Regions from separate parts of the Gossypium hirsutum genome. Here region 2 is linked to region 1. Evidence: chromatin contacts called from public Hi-C data. All regions are on one chromosome and are shown on one strand. Each heading gives the region's core, a stretch centred on a gene start, on an enhancer-like site or on the middle of the called end of the contact. The rest is flanking DNA. Distances are from core to core; before and after follow the strand shown.

What was found. Hi-C and Micro-C count contacts between places; a contact is called where the count stands out from the background.
Region 2: a contact with region 1 is called in a Hi-C map of leaf, with 2.3 times the contacts expected there. The contact joins the promoter of LOC107900644 here to the promoter of LOC107900647 in region 1. A contact is called at or near these places in 3 of 34 Hi-C or Micro-C datasets (callus and leaf).

Annotation. Positions count from the first base shown.
Region 1 is chrD06:48,535,902-48,538,888 of Gossypium_hirsutum_v2.1, reverse strand. LOC107900647 reads left to right here and starts at 1,451. Exons shown (of 12, transcript XM_016826318.2): 1 at 1,451-1,693; 2 at 1,779-1,895; 3 at 2,152-2,284; 4 at 2,811-2,907. The coding sequence starts at 1,516. LOC107900649 reads left to right here. Exons shown (of 4, transcript XM_016826320.2): 1 at 1-40; 2 at 199-550; 3 at 706-848; 4 at 966-1,312. The coding sequence ends at 1,115.
Region 2 is chrD06:48,837,670-48,840,656 of Gossypium_hirsutum_v2.1, reverse strand. It overlaps LOC107900644, which reads left to right and starts at 1,505. Exons shown (of 1, transcript XM_016826314.2): 1 at 1,505-2,987. The coding sequence starts at 2,033. The coding sequence ends at 2,614.

The sequences.
Region 1 (2,987 bases), core at 202-2,701:
TGAAGCTTTGTGCTTGGAGATGGATGATATGGTCTGCCAGGTATTGTTTACCATTCATCCTTTTACTCTTGTAAAGCTAGAATATGAACACTTTTACTGCTTCTATATGCGTAAATGAAGTTCGGTATTGGCACCTTTATTTTCTGTATCTTAATGAAATTTTCCAATGCTTCTAATATCTCATAATTTTGATGTTAGGAAACATTCCAATACGTTGAAGACCAGTTGCAGACTGTGGGAGCTAATGTTAGGCAATTCTGTACAGAACTAATGCAAGAAGTGCTCCCTTCATCTCCTACCAATTCGAAGGAAGAACTTAACTTGTCTCTATTGCAAAATGCTGCTGTCACAGCCAATAAAGATTCAAACATAAATGTTAATAAAGATTGCATTCAGAAAGAACTGATCCATGTCAAATATATTAAAAATATACATTTAGGTTCATCTTCAGGGCAAAGCACAGAGAATGAGCGTGGCTTGGCTCAAGCATGCAAGAATGAAGCTCATGACACTGATTCTACTCTAGATGACGCCTTATTAGAATCAAAGGGTAGGTATTCATTCTGTTGGTATGATATATACATCTATCCTTATTTTTTTTGTCTTTCTAAAATGGTCTCCGCATTAGATTAAAATAACCAGTTGCATTCGGTTGTGGAATCAAAGGATTAGTTAAAGTAATGAGATTAAGTGATTTTGTTGCAGCTGTTCTGAAATTGGAACTAGAAACTGTTCCAGCTCCTGTTCCATCGCTTAATAAGGTGAAGCTTGAAGAAAGCTGGATTCTGGTGGACAGCAGTGAGCTTCATTCTCTTTCTAATGAATTACAAGAACGCCGATCATTCAAGGTAGGATACTCTCACCCTCCATCGTATATTTTGGTAAAAATTCAGGCGCCTCACGGATGTTTAGCTTGACATGAACAACCTCTTTCAGGAATGCTTAGTTGTTGTTTTGTGGGACAGGAGAAGTTTCAGGAGGCTTTTTCTTTGAAGTCAAGGTTATGGAAGCCTGATGATGAGCAGCATCGAAACAGTGTTGAGCAATCCAGTGAAAGCAACAAATCTGAGTCACAAGAAATGGGATTTTCCGAATCGGATTGGGAGATTATTTAAATAAAGTTAAAATGGATTTTAGAATAAGACAGGACATTTACATGGTTTGAAAAAATGGAGAGAACTAGGCAGTCTAGTAGGCATGATTTGATGGAGAGTTGTTGTCTAAATTGCAGTGTTTCCTTGTATTAATCAGATAACATTAGTATTAATTTCATCTTTTAATTACAAACAAAGCATTAATTAACGTGCAAAAACTCATTGGTTGTCTCCTGTTCTAATCGCGTATCCACCAAATTCCATGAACGGTCCGCAAAAGCTCGAAGGATTATATAATAAAAAATATATAATTTTTAAGTTTTATACTCCTTTTTTGTTCACAAAAAATAGGAAATAAAATAAAATATAAAAGGTGAAAAGTTATTTACAGAAAAGGGAAAATATTGGAAATAGCGGGAATATGGCGGACACTTACAGTTTGATAGGAGGCTTTTACTCTAAACCCTCTCCCCCTCTGCCTTCTTTTTTTCTCAAAACCCCAAAATTACCCCTCCATTTTCCATCTAAATCCATGGCTGCCCACTTTCATTGCTCCTCTAACCCTCGACCTTCCCAGCCCTCCTTACTCGTTTTCTCAGGTACTCTTTTCTCCTCGCTTTGATTGATAAATATTTCAAATTTGATTAAAAAGTCCTAACGTGGATTCGTTTATGGTGGTTCTAGGTGGGACGGCATTTAATGGCGTTGTAGAAGAGCTTAAGAAGTTAACAGTTCGCGTTGCCCATGTTCTTCCTGTTTCTGATGATGGAGGAAGTACTGCCGAGATTGTTCGAGTTCTCGGTAAATATTTTACGCATTTCTAACGCGAAATCTGATATCATTAGTTTGTCAATTATCAGAAGACAACTCTCAGTTGACATAGGAAACTTTAGTTGTTGAAGTTAAGTCTTGAAATAAACGAAAGAATTTTGCCTGCACTTGAATTGTTTAATCAGATGGCCTTTATTTTTATTAGATTGTGTCTTGGTTCTTATAATGATTTGGAAATTTCCTTTGATGTGAGATAAAATAATGTCGCTGAGTTGATAATGTTTAGGTGGTCCTGCTGTTGGGGACATAAGGTCAAGATGTTTGAGATTGGCTGATGAAAGCACTTCCGAGGCTCTGGCTGTCCGAAGATTGCTTGGTCATCGTTTGCCTATAAATCCACAGCAAGCCAAGTCGGAATGGTAGTGTTTTCCCCTGATAATTTTACTGTAACACTTTCATTTCAGCACATTTGATTAAGTCATTTAGATGGTCTTTTCTCTCTTGTTCAGCTAGTTTTGGTTACTTGATTGCTGCAATTCTTTTTCGTTCATGCTATTTTCAACTCCATTTTGTTGATTTTTTTTTCTACTCTTGTACACGGGCATCCATACATAAATAAATGCACTTATAAAGAGGCACTTGCATGCAAAGCTGCTTAAGAGTCACAGGATGATTCCAATAGAACATTACTTTTAAACTTCATTCTAAACCTACATATGGAAATTTCAGTACAAAATTGACAATTCTGTTTCTAGATTTATCTTATCCGGATTTCTTATGACTTACAAATATATAGGTTCCTTAGTGTTAGAATTAACTGTCAATTATCCACTCTTAACTCCTATTGTTTTGGATGTTTGCTTTCTGAAATTTTCCATTTACTTTCTAGGTGGTAAATATGGTGGGAGTATTAAGTAACAGTGTGCTGAGTTGAGAATTTGACAGGTATAAAATTTTGGAAGGAGAACATTCACTATGGGAAGGTGTATCAAAACCATACAGGGAAACTATTCGAGCATTTCTGGCTTACTTTCAGAATGAGGTTGGGTTATGTTGTATATTGTTCAATATCTGATTTCATACCATTTTTTCTATTCTTCCTTCTATCAAACAGAAATGCTT
Region 2 (2,987 bases), core at 256-2,755, 300 kb before region 1:
GGGTAAGTATGTCATTTACTCTTAAAAATTGCCCACCAAACTATTTTTTATTTTTATCTCTAATAACAAATGACTGTCCACTTACAAATAATTTATAAAATTTTAATTGATTTTTAATTCAAAATATAATTACTTTAATAAATACTATTTATTTTGAAAATAATATATATATGACTTGTAATTTTACACATTTATCATGAAATTTTAAATTCTGCAATATCTCAAATTTTTATTTTTCCTAGATATATATATATATAGGATGTAAAAAGCTCATGTATGGTGAATCAGATAATTACTTATATATAAATATAGAGAGAGTACAAACTTGCTAAACTTTGTTATCACCATCTCTTTTAAAACAGTTGGATTAAAAATTTGTTCTTTTAGTGGTTAGTTGAAATTATATAGTCTTAAAGAATGAAGAGAATAATTATAAGACATTAAAAAAAAAAAAAGAAGACAAAGAAGATTGTGACTAAATCAATCTTCAAATAAGATTTGATTTGTTTAATGTGGAGATAAAAGGGGATTTGGTCCACAACAGCACATCTTAAAAAGTACATCCTTTTTGCCAATGTGATTGATGTGTGGTTAAGGGACCCATATTTTTTCTTTTATTATATACTTAGCAATTCGTTTAATCATAATTAAGCTGATTAAAAAAAAAAGGGTGAATGGATTTGGTGAGCTAATTTAGCAATCAAGAAGGGTTATTATTTGAAAGAAAATTAGAAAAACCCTTCACAATTCAATGGACCCTCCTTTCTCCATACTATCACATGTTACCCACTAACATCTACATCTGAACCATTTAATTGGTAGGGCCATGCCTGGATGGGACATTACTAAGATTAAACAGTGTTTTATTAACTGTTAACCTTTGTTTAATTCTCAATGTGGTCATACTAATTTTGATTATGGTCCCCCAAGTGAAAACGAAATTGTAAAACATCAAATCCAACCATTTAATACCCTTTTTTAAGGGATTAGCTTGAATCTTTTTTGCCTCTTGTTGGTGTCATGATCTTAGTTTTTTTGAAACTCCATGCTTACTTACAAAAGAATGCTTGAACTAAGTGTATATGTGAAAAGTGGGAACTCAAAACAATCACTCTCAAGTGAAGTCAAGAGAATTTAGGAACTGGGAATGAAGCTATATGTGGCAAAGCACTTGAGGAAAGGAAGAAATAAATCTGAAACCACAAAAAAGGGGTGGAAATGATAAAATAGAAGAATTCTTAAACTCTACCATCTAAAACCTCACTTTCCAATGAAAACCACAACCCACATGATCTTGCTTGGGAATATTGGAAGATCACAATTCACAATCCCTCTTAAAAGAAGATTTCCCTAAACCCCAACTCCCCAATCTCCCTTCTCACAATGCCCAATTTTTTTAAACTCTAAACAAGGCTTCTCTCTCTCTCTCTCTCTACCCTAGTGGCCCCATCTAATATTAGTGGCATTTTGGGTGTTGAAAATGACACTTGTCACAAGGTGATTGAAGCATGTGTCATTGGTCATCCCCTGGCAGGAGGGTCTTGTTCTGGCTTACTTGGCAGTTCCAATCATGCACTAACATGTGTCACCCATAAGCTCTCCAACCTAGCAATACTAACCCCCCCAAAATTATTGATCTTAGTGAAGGGAAGGGAGACGGGGGCCCTAAATGATGGATCCAAAAGGCAAAGTACAGGGTAAGGTGCAATTATTCATGCCATAGATTTCATCCTAAGCAAGTGAAAGGAAAAAAATTCCCTCAAAAAAGCAGAGAAAAAGGGCCAGGGGAGAGGGGGTTGGAATAGCTAATTGTGTATATAATCAAAAACATCATTAATTTTCTTTCCTTTCTTTCTTTTGGGTGACTGATTCCCAACTCTCTTTGTGTTAGCTAAGGCTAAAGAAAAAATAGATTTCTCCTCCTTTTTTTTTTTTCTCTTCTTATATTCTCTCTTTCATTACTTCATTTCCTCCCTCCTTGTTCTTCTTTTTTTCTCTCTATGAGAGGCCAATATAGAGGGAAAGAAGAGGCATGAAGAACACAATCCGGTGCTGCATCTCTTGCATTCTGCCCTGTGGAGCACTCGATGTGATTCGAATAGTACACTCCAATGGCCGCGTTGAAGAAATCAGTGGCTCCATCAAAGCCAGCGACATCATGAAGGCTTACCCTAAACACGTTCTAAAGAAGCCTTCCTCTTCTTCCGATGATGGGATGGTCCCAAAAATCGTCATCGTCCCACCCGACGCCGAACTTCAACGTGGCAAGATTTATTTCCTAATACCACTCCCTTCAACACCCGATAAAACCCGTTCCAAAACTTCCTCAACAACCAAGAAGAAAAAAAGAGACAGGCTTGACACCACCAACAACAACAACGGCGGCGGCGCCAGCAGCAACGGCCGCAACCGCCAGCATAATCACAGCCGAAGCATGAGCAACGCCAACAAGAACAACAACACAATTTCAATGTCGAATCTTTTGATATCGGATCAGTATTTAAGTGAGATACTTTCAGAGAAACTATCAACGCAAAGGGATCGAAGAAGAGGCCGAGTTGGGGTGTGGAGACCACACTTAGAGAGCATCTCCGAATCTCCAAACGATGGATGACCATCATTCACGTCACTCTGTTATACTACTACTACTACTACTACTACTACTACTATTACTATTTTCTATTAGAAGTATGCCTATGGGGTTTACAATTTTCTTCAGATTTATATCTGATTCATTTTTAGGAAAAAAAATCCGCCCTATCATCCATTAGGGTTGAAGCAACAAGCTGCTTATTTGCTTTTTTCTTTTTTATAAGTTTTCCACTCCCTTTTCTACATTTCTTTTCTGCCCTTTTATTAGTTTTTATTTTGAGTTTTGTATATATAGGCATAGAATAAAAAATAAGAATGCAATGCAAGAGAAAAAAGAAATGAAGCTGAAATCTGGGAACTGTGGTGATGATAATTCATACAACACATGAAGTTAT